Linked DNA regions of Mus musculus: region 2 is linked to region 1. Evidence: chromatin contacts called from public promoter capture Hi-C data. All regions are on one chromosome and are shown on one strand. The core of a region is the stretch at or near the end of the contact, and the rest is flanking DNA. Distances in the headings are between cores, read along the strand shown.

Evidence for each region. Promoter capture Hi-C pulls out the DNA fragments that hold promoters and counts their contacts.
Region 2: a promoter capture Hi-C map of pre-B cells shows a contact between it and region 1, with 5 times the contacts expected there. The contact joins the promoter of Mcm4 here to the promoter of Dexi in region 1. A contact is called at or near these places in 1 of 39 promoter capture datasets (pre-B cells) and 1 of 484 Hi-C or Micro-C datasets (CD4 T cells).

Annotation. Positions count from the first base shown.
Region 1 is chr16:10,539,551-10,544,626 of GRCm38.p6, reverse strand. It overlaps Dexi (dexamethasone-induced transcript), which reads left to right and starts at 1,573. Exons shown (of 2, transcript NM_021428.4): 1 at 1,573-2,355. The coding sequence starts at 1,937. The coding sequence ends at 2,224.
Region 2 is chr16:15,634,450-15,639,833 of GRCm38.p6, reverse strand. It overlaps Mcm4 (minichromosome maintenance complex component 4), which reads left to right and starts at 2,434. Exons shown (of 16, transcript NM_008565.3): 1 at 2,434-2,723; 2 at 3,052-3,213; 3 at 3,485-3,648; 4 at 3,740-3,841; 5 at 4,509-4,604; 6 at 4,690-4,785; 7 at 5,257-5,384. The coding sequence starts at 2,654. Prkdc (protein kinase, DNA activated, catalytic polypeptide) reads right to left here and starts at 1,968. Exons shown (of 86, transcript NM_011159.2): 1 at 1,792-1,968. The coding sequence starts at 1,945.

The DNA of each region.
Region 1 (5,076 bases), core at 324-2,823:
CCCTTATTTGCTTCTGTTGACAAAACCAATCAGTAACATTCTGGTTTGTCCTTACAACCTTTTTCTTTTGCACATTAGTCTTAAAACATTTTGTAAAGATGTGAGCAGCATTGTAAAGCTAACCACGATGAACTTTCAGAGGTTTCCTCTGGTCATTATTGAAAACTCATGCCATTTCCCAACTAATTCAGTAAGAAAGAAAGAGAACTCCAAGATCTCCATGAAAGGTTACATACACCTGGACTTCCTTCCCAGACTGGAAGTGGGAACCTCGGTGGGAAGCAAGATTTTGTGCCCCACACCCTCTCATTTATTCATTTCTACATCTCATAGCTATTTAACCCCTGTGACAGCCCATTGACTGTCCTAGGAAAAGAGTTGAGTCAGGGACCAATGTTCTCTCCAGGGCCCAGGACAAGATTTGCACATAGCACGTTTTTAGATGAATATTGATAGAGTGAATGGTTTGCATTGCTTCCAAGAATTAGAGAGATGTAGACTGGCATCAGGCTAATGGTTTCCCATGTAAAAGTCATGAAAGAACAAGAACATGTCTGACCTCCAAAGGAAATGACAGAGACTCAGCAGCTTCGAGAATCCATTTCTCTGGAATTTGTTTTCCTCATCTGTGAAAAGGGAATATACTACATTGCCTTGTCCAGCTCCTATAAACCTAAGTGTGACTTAGATTAAAGGCCTTTGTAAGAATTGAGGATAGACCTTAATCCCAGAACTCAGGAGACAGAGGCAGTGGAACTCTACATGTTCTGGGACAGCCTGGTCTATAGCCAATTTCAGGGCACCCAGAGGCTTCATGGTGAGACCCTGGGTTTTCAGGGTTTGGGTTTTGTTGTTGTTGTTGTTGTTGTTGTTGTTGTTGTTGTTTTCAAAAACAGATGTAGAGCTACATCTCGTCTATATCTTGCACACACAGACCTTGGTTTTGATCCCTCGCAAACTCATCCTCCTGACGAAGCACAAAGGTGGTCTGTAAACCGAAGAATCTGAGCAGATATATACTTAGCATTATTGGTTGGTTGGTTGGTTGGTTTTAAACATGGACTGCAAAATAATAGAAACAATAAGCAGCCTTATTGGCAGAAGATTTGACCTGCTTGTGGTACTTTCCATCCGGGTGTCATGGAACCCTATAATGCCTCTGTCAAAGGCACTCAGTAATTGATTTTTTTTTCTTACTATACCGTGAAAAAGAAAACAACAAAAGCGCTTTGGGGATATCTAAGATTTTCAGTGGAATTACCGGCATTCCTTTTCCACCCGGCATCATTTTAAAGGGGGTAAACTAAGTTCCAAAAAGGTGACGCTCCATACCTAAGTTCGAGATGCAGTCTAAGGAGTGCCAACTGCAGAAGAGCAACTTAGAGACTGGAGCACCTCCCATGGGGCGGAGCAAATGAGTACCCGCCCCCGGACAGCTCAAGCCAATAAACGTGGAGCACTGAGCTAGCCAATAAATACGGGCGAGCATGCGACTGGCCAATGAATGAAGAGCCTCTGGGTAGGCGGTGCTGGGAAGCCCAGAGCGACTTGGCGGCTGCAGCGATGGGCAGTGAGCCTGCGGGGGCGCCGAAGGTGCCTGAGGAACGCCTCGGGGAGACAGCAGCGGCCTCAACTCTGAGCTGCGGCGGGGGCGCGCGAGCGCAGCGTACAAAGCGAGTCGCTGGCCACTTCTAGGGGGGTGGCCCTGAGGGGCGAGCGGCCCGTGTGGCCCGATCCCGGGGCTCCGTGACCCGGCCCTGAGCATCTCGGGGTGTCAAGGAGCGTCTTCGGAGGCCGCCCGGGGCCCAGCGCTGCCGCCACCGAGCCCCGGGGCGCCCCCTGGATGGCTGAGCTGCCCCCTCGCCGGCCGCCCGGGCGCCGCAGCGGCTGAGGTCGCTGGGATCGCCCGGCCGCCGCCCCCATCGCCGGCCCCTGCATGCCCGGCGCCCGGGTCGCAGCCCACCTGGACGCTCTGGGCCCCCTGGTCTCCTACGTGCAGCCACCGCTGCTGCCCTCTATGTTCTACGTGGGCCTGTTCTTCGTCAATGTGCTGATCCTTTACTACGCCTTCCTTATGGAATACATCGTTCTCAATGTGGGCCTCGTCTTCCTGCCCGAGGACTTGGACCAGGCGCTGGTGGACCTCGGCGTACTTTCAGACCCTGGCTCTGGCCTTTACGATGCCGACTCAGAGCTTGACGTCTTCGATGGATATTTGGAATAATGTCGTGATTACTGTTCCCCACTTGCCTTCCACCATCCGCAACTCTTGGCCTGGACCAGCCGCCCGTACCATGCCGCTGCCACTGGTTGGGGGCACCATCTGGACAGGGATGGGACCCCAGGAAGAGGCCCGTAAGTGCCCTTGAGATGGGGGTGTATTTCGGGGAGAGAGAAGGTAGTGTCCTCAGGGCAGACTAACCTCCTTCCTCTAAGCCTCTGATTTCTCTGGCCACCTCCTCTGGATCTAACTCAGATGCTAGGAATAGTAGTGTTTGAAGAGATTTCCCCCAAAGAAATGAACATTTGGAGTAATCATGCAGTTTACCCCATGGCTTGGGTAAAAGCTTTGTACCCAAAACCTTTTGAGGTGGAGCTGTCAGCTCCTCCCCCAAGTCTTAGCCTGTCTTGTTGGTGACCTTGGGGTTTGGGGGGATGCTTACTTGTCCTGAAAGCATAGACTGGTGTCAAAAGAGGCACTGGTCACTTTTGTTCTGCGGCCTCTTGAGGGACCAGTTAAACTGAGGGGCTTCAGGCCAAGCCTGGGAGAATGGAAACCTTCAGCAAACAACACTGCCGCACTTCCTTTTGGCAGTGTTTCTGCTGCTGTATTTGGAGTCAGGTTTCAGAGATCCTGGGTTGTTGGTACTGCAGCTCAGAACCGCAGAGGCTGTCAGTTTCTTAGGCTGCCGCTCTGGGACAGGTAGGCAGTTCTGAGCTGGTGCTGGCTTTGTCTGCAGTATTTGCAAGGCCTCTCAGCACCCTAGGGTCAGCAGAAGGAACCACGGGGTGGTCGTACTGAAGACGTGCCTTTGGGCTTCTGCCAAGAAGTTTTGTTATATGTTAGAAAAGATAAAGTGAATCCAAGACTGGCTGAAGTCTCCCAACAAGGGAAAGGGAACAGCTGGCCTGTATGAGAGAACGTTTGTGCCAGGCAAGCTGTTGGGTCCGTTGAGGTGTCACGGGGCGGGCCTAGCCCTATAGCTGGGGAATGCTGGGGTTTGGCAGGTCATAGAGCCCAAGTGGCAATGAGGAGGCACGTGGAGCTGGTGGGTGGGGGCTCCTTTTAGATAACAGATACTGATGTCACCCCAAGGAAGCATTCACGCCTCCTCTCCCGTGTTACCTGATTGCCAACATTGCCATAAGTGGGTGTCTTAGATTGGGGTACTGTGCCAGAAAACCATGGCTCAAACAACAAGCATTTCATCCTCATAGTTTTCTAAAGGGCACTAATCCCACTAGAGGGCTCCACCCTTGTGACCTAATCACCCCTAACACCATCACTGCAGGAACAGGCTTTCAACAGTGGAATTGGGGACACATCGTCTGTCTGTTGTGGAAATAATGCATGGTAAGAGGGAAATTCTTGGGAACAAGGCGTGATATCTTTGAAGGAGTCTTTAGTAAGTCTAGTGGTATCCACACAGGTGCCAAGTTCGAGGCAGGGCATGCACCAGCTCTTCACGTTCCTGCCAGCCCGACATCCACTCTTTCATTGAACAGATACCTATTTGTTGAGTTCTCGGTGAGCAAAGGCAGATGGAACCTGGCATGCAGGCCTTCCAGGAGGAACACACGTGGGTACCTAGAAACCTAGTGAGGAATGGGAAGTTTAGAGGCTGTATTGATGCGTTCGCTACTGTTTGTCCAGCAACCGGCCTCTGGCAGATGGTCTGTACGAAATGACCATGAGAGGAGAATAGGCACAGGCTGCTCTAACTAGAGAGTGGGAGAAGGTCTCTCTGAAGGGATGGCAGATATGAGCTGAGGCCAGAATTGATAGAAGGAGCCAGACAGATACCTCTGGAGCAAAGCAGTCTGGGTTGAGGGATTTGTCAGTACCCATACCTCGGGCTGGGAAAGGCATGGCTCATTCAGCAGCCGAAGGGAGGCTGGAGATAGGACTTGGAAAAGAGGTCAGTGGCGGACCATAGATGACATAGCCAAAAGCAGTTAGCATCCAGTGATGGTCCCAGGCAGGGCATGACACAGTCCAGCTCATGTTCTGTCAGATGACTGGCAGCCGTGAACAGAATGGGCTAAATAAAAGGGTAGGAGGAGGGAGGCCAGTGAGGATGTTGTTAGTTGTCTAGCCAGAGGTGACAGGTGACTGGACAAGGCCACACTGGGAACACCTAACAGAGATAGAATCCCTGGGACCCATTCAGAACCTGTGTAGAGACCACAGACCAGTCCTGCTTCTAAGCCTTCTGAATGTTCTCACGTAGTCATACAACAAGCACTGTCCCTCCTTCTTCTCACAGCGTCTAGGTTCGGCCCCTGTGATCCCATGTTACATTTCTGTCTTTGAGCCAAGTAGACTCTCAGGCAGTATAACTTGGTGAAAATGTCTTATTTTATCTTCTTACCATATCAGCAGAAACATTCCTGCTTCCAACTGAAAACATTGGCATATTCTAAGCTCAAAACCAGAGCCCAAATGCTTTGACATGCTGTACAACAACTGCTGTGTGAGCAGAAACACCAAGAAGCGTTCCTTTGGGACACTCTTGGCTGACCTTGGGGGGTAGGGAAGGTAAGGGATGGAGACTGATGAAGCCCACACACCACACTACCTGTCCCCCCATCCAAGATAGAAGACTTTGGTCCCAGGGCCAGAAAGGCAAGTCCCAGAGGATGCAGGAGGGATGACTGATACAAACCTAGAATGAAGTGACCAACCTTGCCTCTTGACCCTTTCCAAACACAGGAGCCCTGGGCCAGGCATGCTTGCTCCCAGTCATGTTTTAACAAGCCAGACCAGGACACACGAGGTCGTGGGGGCTGGGGTGAATCACGGCAAGAACAAGGACCTCCACTTTTGCTCCTCACCTCTGGTGTCTAACTTATTAT
Region 2 (5,384 bases), core at 1,185-3,684, 5.1 Mb before region 1:
TCCAAATAGGGTCAGGAAACTCCTCCGTAGCCGGATGCTAGGAACCTATCCAAATTGCTGTCATCTGTTATCCCATCTAAATATAATGATTTCTATACTTGCTTTCTCTTTTACCACATAAAAGATTATTGTAGAAAATGGCCAGACAATATGGGGGCTGCCCATATTGGTTTTGTCAAATACATATGCTAGGATCACAGACCAATCATTTCTTCTATCAACACAAGACACTCTTTTTCTGCATACAAGACCCATGGGATTCCAGGTGGGAGACAGGAGTTGTTGGTCGATTCTTTGGCAGCTGGGGTGCTTCAGAACTGATGGGGGCTAGATGTCCTGACAGCTAAATAAGGTGGTCTTTGCCTGTTCCTTCAAGAAAAATGCTGTTTCTACATCAACCAATCCAGGACAGTGAGAAATAAAACCCAGGAGCTACAGTCAGACATAGAGAACTTCAGGGACCGTGAGGCCTCCAGTTCTGGGATTTTTGAAAATCCTATATGGAAGTGGATGCTCCCTTTCATTTTTTGTTTTTGTCTTTTGTTGTTGTTTTGGGTTTTTTGTTTTTATTTTTTGAGACAGGGTTTCTCTGTGTAGCCCTGGCTGTCCTGGAACTCACTTTGTAGACCAGGCTGGCCTTGAACTCAGAAATCCGCCTGCCTCTGCCTCCCGAGTGCTGGGATAAGCACCTTTCCTAGTCATCTTCCTGGTGTTATTTGCTCCCTGCCTCATTAATCTTGTTTCTACATTCCTTCAATGAGAAATACAAAAAATTCCTAACCAAATATTAATCAGCTCCTGTTACAGTATTGCCAGCTGCTGCCCACAGAAGAGCTGCTGTCCACAGAGGAACCTGATGTGAACGTTTACCAAGTCGATCCCGATGGTGAAAACCAGCTACCCCCCAAAATTGACACCCTAGACAACAGGAAGCAGCTTAAGAGACACAACACCCTTGCTCCCTTTTCACCATGGCTTTCCCCTCCCTTTTTCTTTCCTTCTCTTTATTATAACAAGGGAGGTATGTTGGCATCAGGACCTCCCAAACCTATGACATCACATAGGCGACAGCAAGGCCAGCAGACCTGTTGCCAAGACATCAGGCACCATATTCCCAGAATATCCACTTGGCTCACCTCCCACCTTTACCTGTGTTGTCATTTTCCATATAAATAAAGGGAATGTCCCTCCCTCTCTCACTCTCTCTCTCTCTGCGCCTTCTCTTTCTGCCACCCCCTCCAAACCTCTTACACGTGGAACTGTTTTTGGCCCAGTGTGCTGTGTTCAGATTCGAGCCTCTATTTTAACACATCAATTACTAAATGGTTAAAAAGAGCAAGGCACGTGTGGTACCTCACATCTATAACCCCAGTATTTGAAGGCTTGTTCTACATACATAGTAAATTCCAGACTATCTTGGGCTATAGCCCAAGATAGGAAATACCTAACCTAAAAAATAAAAATGTCTACAGAATTGCATGACTTTCATTAATTTTTGCAATTATTCTGAAAACATGGTGCAACGAAAAAAGGATTTTTGTCAAGGTCCTATTGAGTTCAAGCGAGTTTATTCTGGAAGAAAATACTTCCATCTTGCACTCTCATCCAACTTTGGATAAAAATGACTACCAAACTTGGTGGTCATTTTCCAACACCTGTTTTAAAGCATCTTCCTCAGATACTAGGAAGAGAGCAGTATACACATCTACCAATTCCATAAACTTTACGGGACGTTGACTACACGCACCACGGAGAGAAACGCTGAGCCCTGCGTCTAGGGACCTTACCCACCCTGCACTGCAGAGCTAGTGCTCAGCACGCACTCCTGCCCCAGACTACGAATCAGCTGGTAACTGGCCCCGGCAGCACTGCAGCGGTCTGCTGCGGACAGGAACTCCTGCAGCTGCAGTAGCCAACACCGTACGCCGGTTCCCTCCTCCGCCATCACGCCGGCACCGCTTCGCGCATGCGCGTCTCAGCACTCTAGCCAGCTCTTCCCTGAAGGCCCAGCCGGAACTGCTCCCTTATACTCTCGCGGGGGTGGGGGGGTGAAGACGCGCACCGGCCTGCAGATCTGTAGCGTTTAACATGTACACATCGGAATGCAAAGGGACAGAACCAGTCTAACCATGCGGAGATATCACAGATTGGTGTTTGCACTCGGGACAACGCAAATGTAAACACACAAGGGAGTTGTGCCGGCCCCGGGTTTCCCGCCAAAACGCAATCCCGCTGCAGGCTGGCCCATCCAAGGCGAGGGGCGTGCAAGTGAATCTAGGCTGTAATTCCTAGGTAGCGGTCGAGAACTCCCCCTCCGGCTTGCAGTGGCGCCTTCCGGAGGCGGAGCTACACGCCTTTGCCGCTGTGATTGGCCGGAAACCTTTTCTCAGAGTTCACTTACGGCGCTTTCCGGAGGCGGAGCTACGCGCGCTTGCCTCTTTGATTGGCCAGGCGTCTTCGGTCGCTGTGACGACAGAGCGGCTGGCGGGAATCGCTTCACCCTGCGGGCCCAGGAACGTTCTCCTGGGTGGCGCAGAACCCTGACTCGCCGTTTTGTGCGCGTTTGCAACTAACCCGGATCCGAGGTACGAGAGGTCCCGGAGCGGGACAACTGAGAGCCAGATTTCTTTTGTCGCGCAGCAACCACAGCACCATGTCGTCCCCGGCATCCACCCCGAGCCGCCGCAGCAGCCGACGCGGACGAGTCACCCCAACCCAGTCCCGTGAGTTCCCTCCTTCATCTGCCCCCTTTCCGCCTCGTGTCTCTTCCCGCAGCACTGTGGAAAGTCCTGAGTCCTTCGAGCCTGGTGTGTGGTTGACAGGCCTTGAGCATATAGTAGCCTCTGTCACCCACATACTGGGCTCTCGTCTCCAGGCAGTCTGGCGTGGTCAGTTCAGTTGACCCACCTTTTCCTACACCTTGTCCCTCTGTTCCAGTTTGAGGGTTTTGGGGGGGGGGTGTTCTTGTTTAAGTAATATGACTACCCTAAGGCACTTCCTGGAAGACTAAGCTTGAGCGTTGATCGTCTTTTTTGTTTTGTATGACGGAAGTTCGAAGTGAGGAAAGCAGGTCGTCACCCAATCGGAGACGTAGAGGCGAAGATTCTTCCACCGGAGAGCTACTGCCAATGCCCACCTCACCAGGAGCCGACCTGCAGAGCCCACCTGCACAGAATGCCTTGTTTTCCAGCCCTCCTCAGATGCATTCTTTAGGTGGGTCAGCCGTCGGTTTTGCTGGTTTACCAGTTGCTATTATTCTGTGTGTACTGATAGATTCTTCACTGAAACACCTGAGGAGAGAAGCAGAGTTGGTACATTTTAGGACCTAGTGAGCAAAGAAAGCATACTTTATAGTAGAACTACAATTGGGGTATGAAAGATTGCAGTAAAGTATTCTGTTTAAATTGTCAAACAGCATTCCGGAATTGGGATTTGATGTGCTTATGGGGATTTCATGGTAAAGCTAAATATCTTGTCTTTATAGCTATTCCTTTGGACTTTGATGTTAGTTCACCATTGACATATGGCACTCCCAGCTCGCGAGTGGAAGGAACCCCAAGAAGTGGGGTGAGAGGCACACCTGTAAGGCAGAGGCCAGATCTGGGCTCAGCACGAAAGGGTTTGCAGGTGGATCTGCAGTCTGATGGCGTGAGTACAAAGCAGATCTCTGATGGTGTTACCTTGAGAGCATAAAGTAGGTCATCCCATTAACATGTTTCTATCCTCGCTTTCTCAATAGGCAGCAGCAGAAGACATCGTACCAAGTGAACAGTCTCTAGGCCAAAAGCTTGTGATTTGGGGAACAGATGTGAATGTGGCAACATGTAAAGAGAATTTTCAGGTAAGCTTATGTACACTAAAACTCAGTCTGAGACTTCGGGTGAAAGTATAACCTATGTGTGAATAGCCATGGTGCATAATAGCAGGTTGTTAGTGGTCTAGATTTTATTCCAGAAAAGGGATATGCCATGCGGAAAATGGTGATATACTTTTTTTTTCCTTAGTTCTTGGTATTTCAAGATGGTTTTTCTATGTTCCCCTGGCTATCCTGGAGCTGGATCTGTTAACCAGTCTTTCCTGGAGCTCACACACGCATATGCCTTCTGAGTGTGATTAAAAGTGCATGCCACCACGAGCAGCTAGGTAGTAAATGCTTACAGCAAGTCCAAGGCCAGCCTGTGCTTCTTAATGGGATCCCTGTCTCAAACCCAAAACAGAGAAATTATTTTTGTGTACAGATAGCTATATACTCATAAAAAATTTGTCACATATTTATTGCTGGGGGCAGGGGTACCTGCCCTTCACAGCTTTTATTTGGAGGTTTCAGGCCAGTTTGTAGGGGCTGGTTCTTCCCGCTGTGAGGGTTATGGAAATCAACTCAGGTTGTCAGGCTTCCAGCCAAGCATCCTTAGTTACTGACCATCTTGCTGGTCTCATTGTTTTGCATTTTAATAATAGTTACATATTCCTAAGTTCATTAATGCTTAGTATTGTTTCTCTACATCTAGAGATTCCTTCAGTGTTTTACTGATCCTCTGGCCAAAGAAGAAGAAAATGTTGGCATAGATATTACTCAACCTTTGTACATGCAACAACTTGGAGAGGTAATCAAATATGATTTACAAGTGAAAGTTTTGGTTTTTGAGATAATATAATTAGTAAAATACGACTTGTCCATATGTCTTACAGATTAATATTACAGGAGAGCCATTTTTAAATGTGAACTGCGAACACATAAAATCATTTAGCAAAAATCTGTATAGACAGCTCATCTCCTACCCACAGGTGAGAAGTTGACTTTGAGCTTCCAGATCATAGTAAAGGTTCCTGGAAAGGAGAATTTTACATTTGGGTAAAAGGCTGCTTGCTAAGGTTGACTATTTTCTAAAACTGTCAACTGCAGTTAAAATGAATATGTTTTATATTTGCTAACGAGTAGTATTTCTTAAAAATAATGAGTTTTATTAGTGGTTTCTTGGGTATCATGAAGTAAATTATCTTTTTTGGGTTGGGGATGGGGTGTTAATTGGGAGCTGGTGAGGCAGGGTAGTGTTCAGGAGCAGTTTTGTAGTTGAAGAGAACCTTGAACTCCTGATTCTGTGGAGCCCAGAAGAGGGTTTCTGACCCCTGGAGCTAGAGTTAAGGGGTTTACGAGCCACCTGATAAAAGCGCTGAGACCTGAGTCCTATCGTCAGAGCAACAAGTGCTCTCAACTCCTGAGTCACCTCTTCATCTCCTACATCTTTGTTTTTACAGGAGGTTATACCAACCTTTGACATGGCTGTCAATGAGATCTTCTTTGACCGTTATCCTGACTCCATCTTAGAACATCAGATTCAAGTCAGACCTTTTAATGCGTTGAAGACAAAGAGTATGAGAAACTT